Linked DNA regions of Mus musculus: region 2 is linked to region 1. Evidence: chromatin contacts called from public HiChIP or PLAC-seq data. All regions are on one chromosome and are shown on one strand. Each heading gives the region's core, a stretch centred on a gene start, on an enhancer-like site or on the middle of the called end of the contact. The rest is flanking DNA. Distances are from core to core; before and after follow the strand shown. Region 1 overlaps Tmem255a (transmembrane protein 255A). Region 2 overlaps Cul4b (cullin 4B).

Region 1 (3,609 bases), core at 746-3,245:
AAACCTTTATTCTGTAATCCATGCTTCAGTATAGAAGGCCCTTTTCAAAACTAGATAGAGATCTGACAGTAATGTGTACTTTTCACCATTATATGTCTCTTACTGAGTCACCAGTCATATGCTAAGTAGCGGGTATTAAAATTGAAACAGGCAGGCACTAAGAAGCTGTAGTTGACCTTTACTTTTGATCTGGGGGCACATGAGCTGCCTTTTCAGTGTGAGTCATTGCTCCAGGAGAAAACTGCAAAGAATGGGGAGAATATACTCTCATTGTACATGGCGTGTTTGTGTAAGAAGCTCCACGTGGCTTTGACATTTACACTCCAGTTCTTTTCCACTGTCCTGCACCATGGCCAAGGACTGGAATGACTGTGTGGGAAGGTTGACTGTCTTCCTAAATGCTGTGTTGTCTTACAGCTTGGCTTTGGATCATTCCTTGGGATCATCGGGTCAAACCTGATTGAGAACAAGCGGCAGATGGTAAGTTTTCCTCCTTTAGGGAGCTCAGTGATTACATGGATAAGGAACACATTGCCTAAGCTTGTGTACATTTGGCCCCAAAGGAAGCTATTATTTCACCCCCCCCCCCGCCCCCACTAAGCCTCCAGAGAACTTATCTCCCAGTATTTTCAAGCTGGTGTGCATCTCTTTAAGCTTTCTCCTTCATTCTCAAAAGAATACTTCTGGCTTTTCAATCAGGCTGCTAGTCTGGCCTAGAATGCCGGGTTTCTGTTGTATATCTTACTGTAGCTCTGAATATTACTGACTTTCGTAGCTTCCTTTCGGTTACATAATCTTTTGGAAAAGTTTTCGCAAAATTTCTTTGTATTCTTTTAGGAGATTATAATCTAGGGAACTCCCATTAAGAAAGTAAAGGGAAACTGGGCCTGGTGATTTCTGTCTCTAGTCCCGATACTTGGGAGGTCGAGAAGGGGGGACCTGGAACTCAGTTCATGATCACCTTTGAGTGATCTTGACTTCAAGACCTTCCTGAGCTACTTGAGACCTTGTCTTAAAACCAAAACACAAACTAAAATTAAAAAGAGGAAGCCAGGTAGTGGTGGCGCACGCCTTTAAATCCCAACACTTGGGAGGCAGAGGCAGGTGGATCTCTTGTGAGTTTGAGGCCAGTCTGGGCTACAGAGTGAGTTCCACCCTGTCTCAAAAAAAAAAAAAACAAAACTAAACAAAACAAAAACCCAAACCAAAACCAAAACCAAACCAAAACAAAAAAAAAATTACAGAGGAAGAAAGTCAATGTACCTGAAACATAGATCAAGCTAAAATTATGAAGTCAACTTCACAACAATATCTCTGTGTCTTTGCTGTCCGTAGTTCAAAGTCAAGTATGCAGTAAAGTGGAAAGGAAGGATCAGCATTTGACAGAAGCTGAAGCTTAGAAAGTTCACTGCTCGAATATGATCTCCTAAAGGCGAGCTGCTGTGTTTTCCTGGTTTAATTTTGAGAAGGTTTCCTTGAGGGCAAGGGGTAGAATGGATAGGCTGAATGCAATTGCAACAGTTCAGGAAGTCTGGTGAGTGGTCAGACACTGGACTAAGGTTAGAGTCCCCTTGAACAACTCTTAACCGCATCCAAATTTTGGCAATGGGGTCTGTTTAACATCAAGCTTAATCAAATAATGTAATAGCTCTAGGGACACAGAACTCTAACCATATGCTTCCCCCAGCAATATGGGAATCACTGCCAGGGGACTTCTAATAGTTTCTTCTTCCATTTCACCTGGACTCCGTCCCTTGCCAGTTTCGTTTTCACTTTGGGCTTAAATTATTCAAAATAATGGGGGAGTTTTAATTGTAGAGCTGATCATAGCATAGCTAATAATGCCAATTTCATGACATCGTTCATCCATTATTTACTGATTATCTGCAGTGCTGTGAAGTGAGATTTATGGAGAGAGGTTTCTGAACAACTCCCAAAGGAGATAAGTATTTCCTCTCAGCCTGCTGAAGTGGGTGAACCCTAGGGCAGCCTTGGCTTTGATCTTTTTTTCTTCTCCCTGGGGAATAGCTCGATGCCATGTTATTTCCTCCTCTTTCTCACCAAAAGCATCAAGAAAGAAAAATGCTGATTCCAGGTAGTTCACAAGGTCAACCATAGCAGATTGTGGGCTCATGTATCATATTTCCTTGTCCTCGAAGACATTCTGAAATTGTGATTCTGCCATACCTTAATATGTAGCATCATCTTGGTACTAGAAGATGAACAGTAGGAAAATTTATGTTATCTAACATGATCAATAAATTTGGCAATCTGGTTTTATTATTTTAAAATTTCTAGCTAGGCATGGTGGTACATGCCAGCATTCTTAACCTTTGGGTGGCTGGATTAGAAGTTTAAGATGATACTTAGCCACAAAATAAACTTGAGACCAGCCTGGACTACATGAGGCCATGCCCCCCCCCAAAAAAAGAGTAAGAAAGAAAATTTTTATATAGACCACACAAAAGTTTACCCATTTCAGAGACATCAATTCTTGCAAAATCTCTCTGGCATTTAACTGGTAGTGCATTGAATATCCCTTTTCTTCAATCATGCATAACATGATACAGAGTTATGTAGGACCCAAGAATCACTCTTGTTATTTTCAGTGTCCACTATGTTATCAAGCTGCAGAGTTAGGGGTATAGAAATCAAAGGCCAGGAACTGGTGGGCATCATCAGTTCTTTCATAGACTCATAGTAGAGACACTGGGGACACTGTTCCCCTCACCGTGCCTCCGTTTCCACAAAAGTAAAATACAGGGTTGGATTACATGATGTCCAAGGTCCAACATTTTTCTGAATCTGAGGATGGAAGGGCTATGCAGTCGAATTCCTCCATGGACAGCATACTCGATACCAGCAAGCTTCTTCATTCGGTTCTCACAGAATGAATTTCTGAGCTTACCCTGAAATATATTTTTAAAAATGCTTCAGTTTCCCCTTCTCTTCCTCCCTGCCTAACCCCATATCCACTCACCCTGCATGACTGAAAAAAAAAAAGAGCATCCTTGTCAGCGACAGAGTAGAGTTCTGCTTTGGCTGGCAGTCTCTTGGGGATTACCTAGTCTTCAAAAGCAGCAAGAGTGGAAGCCTAACAGACATGTTCCTTTTGTTCCCTCCTGCAGCTGGTGGCTTCTATCGTGTTTATCAGCTTTGGTGTGATTGCAGCATTTTGTTGTGCTATAGTTGATGGGGTCTTTGCCGCCAGACACATTGTGAGTATTGTTAACCTTGAGTTGAATTGTGCAATGCTATAATCCTGTCTTGAATGTGCACTGAGTGCTTTGAGGGGCACACGTATACAAGGGAGAAGGAAACTCCTCCTCTGTCTTCAATAGCTGGTAGTCAAGGGGAACACCGGTGAACAATGTAAGCATCTAGAAAAATGGACCTAAACTGCCAGTACAGGCTTCAGGGTGCCATAGTGGTTCATTTCCGGCTCCAGAGAGCAGGGAAGACTTCCCTTCCCAGTGGCAGTAGGGATGGCGTAGCCCTTTGGTGTGTAAAATTTGGGGTTAGGGGATGTCTTGAAGGTAGGGAAAGAGCAGCAAGATAGTATCATGGCCTTAGACAGCCATGATGGGGTACTGTAGAGACACAGACCAT
Region 2 (3,609 bases), core at 286-2,785, 330 kb before region 1:
ATAGCTAAGGATATACTTTCTCTCCCCACTCTCTCCTCTCATTTTTTTTTGAGGATATACATTATATTAATCTTGCTTTGACTCCCTCATTTGTGCTTTTCTCCACAGTCATTTCTGGGTGTAAACAAGAATATTAGGTTATTTTGTTTTAAGGGATTTTACCCCTCGATGCCTTTTCAGAGGTCGTTATCTGGGGTAGTAGCTAGCATGTGCACTCTTTCCACACAAGCTGTTTACTGTGCCTGCAGTTACAATGAGCAGTATCTTGGCACTGTAGTTTTGAGTTTGTCTCTCCTTCTGAGAATGCCCTAAGATTAATTATTTTTGTTCTTTTTGAGTGTGTGCAGGCCCAGCCTGGCCTCAAACTAGGTATACTCCAGCCTTAGCCTCCAGAGCACCGGAATGACAGGTATTTGCCAGTGCTGTCTAAAAACTGTCCCGCGGGTTAAGTAAAAAAAAACAAAACAAAAATCCGAGACTTTACAGAGTTTATCGTTGGTAATTTAAATTCCGAGTTATTTATTTATTTTTTTATCAACAATCTTAATTAAAACTTGAGGTCTCATGGAACACACTGGTAGGGAAACAGACTTTTGCCAATAGTGTATCTAAACTGAGAGTTGGTAAATGAAGTGAGTCTGAGCTTTGTTTGGTTTACAGATTACTGATTTGATAGGGTGGGAGGGGTGAACCCTGAAATTGTGCTGGATGAGGCTACATGGCCTTCGAAAGTACCTTTACTCTTGCCAGTAATCTTAGAAAATGCTCTCGGTAGGAAGGTAACAGAATGTCCGTCCAGCTGTTCTTATTGAGGCAATCAAAATGCGGGCCCTGTGGGATGTTGTGTTACAGAGAAAAATGAGAGATTGTGTTGCTGCACTGAGTAAAAAACTTTCCTCCTAGCTAAGCCCTCTCCGCTCCCTGATCATAGCGATAGTCCTCTCTAGCAGGGGGCATGCTTAAGTTTCCTCTTACTTCAGCTTCTTCCCGTGGCCTTGCAACTCCTTAGTCCTTCATCTTGGTAAAGTTTCCCTTCGCCTTACTTTTCTTCCCACCCTCTTCTTTTCCCCAGATAGTTTACCCCGCCCCTAGCCTGCACCACCTACTCTGCCTCACCGGAGGCTTCCCGCTTCTTCTCCCGCCCCCCCGCCCCCCAACCAACCCTATCTGCCCGCCCTCCGCAGGTTCGGAAACCTCCAATCAAGAGCGCCGAAGGTGTCGCCAAGGTCCGCCCCGCCCTCCCTATCCACCTCTTTTACCCCCCGTGTTCCCTCCCCCAACCCCCCCACCTCAAGTCCGGCGGACCCGGGGGCTTCAGGATCTGGGAGCTATGAAAAGTGTCTGCCCAGGCACTTCCGGTAAGAGCGATGTGGCGCGAAGCTCCCCGCGGGACCCTTAAGGATCGGGTGGCCGACGGTGAGGGAGCCCGGTGGGGAGGGTGCCGGCAGGGAAGGGGTGCGGGAACCGGACCCCGAGTGAGCTGCCCGGAGTGAGCGTTCCGGGCGCTTCCAGCCGCCCCACGGTGAGTCGGCGCCCCCGCCTCCCAGGCCGCTCGGGTCCTCCTCTCCACCCCCCACTCCGCGAGGGTGACGCCGCCTCTCCACGGGCGCCGCGTGACCGGAAGTGGCGCCATCTTTAGCCTCTTGTGCTATTGACAATAACAAGCCTTGGCTCGCTCCCCCTCCCCCTCCAGCCCTGCAGCTCCCCTCCCTGAGAGAGGGAGAAAAGGAGGAGGAGCTGCAAGCTTCACTGGCTCCCTCTCCCCAGTCGCGCCTGCGGAAAGTGGGGAAGAGGGGACGAAAGCAGGGGAGGGGGGACGGCAGGGCTGTTTACCTGTCTGCCTCCTTCACCCCCCCACCCCCCGTTCTGTTCACTGCCGGTGTCAGCCTATCCGCCTTCCCAAGCCCTCCCATTCCCCCGGTGTGCCCCCCCCCCCACTTTCCTCCTCGTCCTCTGTGCTTCTCCTCTTCCTTCCCTTCCCCCTCCAGCATTGCCACCTCTCCTACAAGCACGCAGGCACATAAACGTAGGCTTTTGATGCTCCTCTGCCTGTTGACCCCGCTATTTTCATGTTTCCAACAGGTTTTTCTTCCCCCAATCCCTCTGCTGCTTCTGCTGCTGCTCAGGAGGTCAGATCTGCCACTGATGGTAATACCAGCACCACTCCGCCCACCTCTGCCAAGAAGAGAAAGTTAAACAGCAGCAGTAGCAGCAGTAACAGTAGTAACGAGAGAGAAGACTTTGATTCCACCTCTTCCTCTTCCACCCCTCCACAACCCAGAGATTCGGCGTCCCCTTCAACCTCGTCCTTCTGCCTTGGGGTTCCAGTGGCCACTTCCAGCCACGTACCTATACAGAAGAAGCTGCGGTTTGAAGACACCCTGGAGTTTGTAGGGATTGATACGAAAATGGCTGAGGAATCTTCCTCCTCATCTTCCTCATCTTCGCCAACTGCTGCAACCTCACAGCAGCAGCAGCAGCAACAACTTAAAACTAAGAGTATATTAATTTCTTCTGTGGCTTCAGTGCACCATGCAAACGGCCTGGCTAAATCTTCTACCGCGGTCTCTAGCTTTGCTAACAGCAAGCCCGGCTCAGCTAAGAAGTTAGTGATCAAGAACTTTAAAGGTAACCAAGGCCAAAATCCATAATCACCTACTAAGAATTTGACACTTGAGCAGTCACGTGTGTGCTATTTATGTTAATATATTGAACAGTATAGAGGTTGCCTAATGTTTTATGCGTAATCAATGAGTGGAAGGGAGGTCCTGTTTTTGGTGGAGGGTTCTTTCCCGAGGTGTTTGTGTCCTTCCTGTGAAGCATACTCTTTGAGTGTTTCCATCCAATGTTTTTGAGGTCTGTCTCACCCGTTCTAGTTCTATTTGATCTGCTGTTCCTTCCCACATTGACAGTATGGTTGATAGAGATTTTACTGGTGAGAAACTTGTTTTCTAATGAGGTCCATTTCAGGTGCATAGTGAGTCTTGGCACTACTGAGATTCTTGTTTTTATAGGCCACATACTCCAATCCCTAAAAATGTAGGTAGCAAGGGTGACAGTTTCCTTTTTAAATGAGATTTATGGTTAGGTTTTAAGTGTAGAGTACTGTATTTGTGAAACTAGCAGAGTTTGGCGAAACATCTTTTGGGTTTCTGCAATCCTTCCCGAAGGTAAGGTCTGAAAACGAAAACTGCTGTGTATATACACCGAAGTAGTGACTATCACTAGTCTAAAGGTAGAAACCGTTAACTGCGTCTTTCGTCACTACAATGGGCTCTTAAGTACTGACCTGCAGATATTAGAAAATGTGTGTATCCTGGTGTTTGAGATTACTGCTTAGGAGTTTGATGAACATAGAAAGTCAGGGTTTAAAATGTATTTTGACTTAACTTTTTATCTGTTGAATGTGTTTCTGTTTTCCTGGTTTATTTTTTTCACCCTCCTCAGCTTGTGCAGGTAACTAGATGCTAGAACTGTATTCAAGATGGGGAAGTGAATGAATGAACTTAAGGCCTTGGTGGCTAAGTATTAGCTTGTGATTGAAATGTTGGTGTGAAAAAGAGCACTGTGCTACTTGTCTGAAGCAGGGGGTTATATATAGTATTGTTT

What was found. HiChIP or PLAC-seq counts read pairs in DNA pulled down with a chosen protein or histone mark.
Region 2: a contact with region 1 is called in an H3K27ac HiChIP or PLAC-seq map of large pre-B cells, with 2.1 times the contacts expected there. The contact joins two enhancer-like sites. A contact is called at or near these places in 2 of 39 promoter capture datasets (the C10 cell line and pre-B cells), 1 of 115 datasets of contacts at active chromatin or transcription factors (large pre-B cells) and 2 of 9 other capture datasets (adipose tissue and liver).

Annotation. Positions count from the first base shown.
Region 1 is chrX:38,232,712-38,236,320 of GRCm38.p6, reverse strand. It overlaps Tmem255a (transmembrane protein 255A), which reads left to right. Exons shown (of 10, transcript NM_172930.4): 3 at 418-480; 4 at 3,129-3,218. Gm39507 (a long non-coding RNA gene) reads right to left here. Exons shown (of 2, transcript XR_882295.2): 2 at 2,667-2,909. Among named protein-coding and RNA genes, the nearest start is that of Gm39507, 6.0 kb to the right of the region's middle. Within about 2 kb of position 1,995, at least 7 of the 459 cell types and tissues checked have an H3K27ac peak or open chromatin away from gene starts, as enhancers often do.
Region 2 is chrX:38,562,682-38,566,290 of GRCm38.p6, reverse strand. Cul4b (cullin 4B) reads left to right here. Exons shown (of 23, transcript NM_028288.5): 3 at 1,185-1,358; 4 at 2,083-2,628. Among named protein-coding and RNA genes, the nearest start is that of Cul4b, 12 kb to the left of the region's middle. Within about 2 kb of position 1,535, at least 424 of the 459 cell types and tissues checked have an H3K27ac peak or open chromatin away from gene starts, as enhancers often do.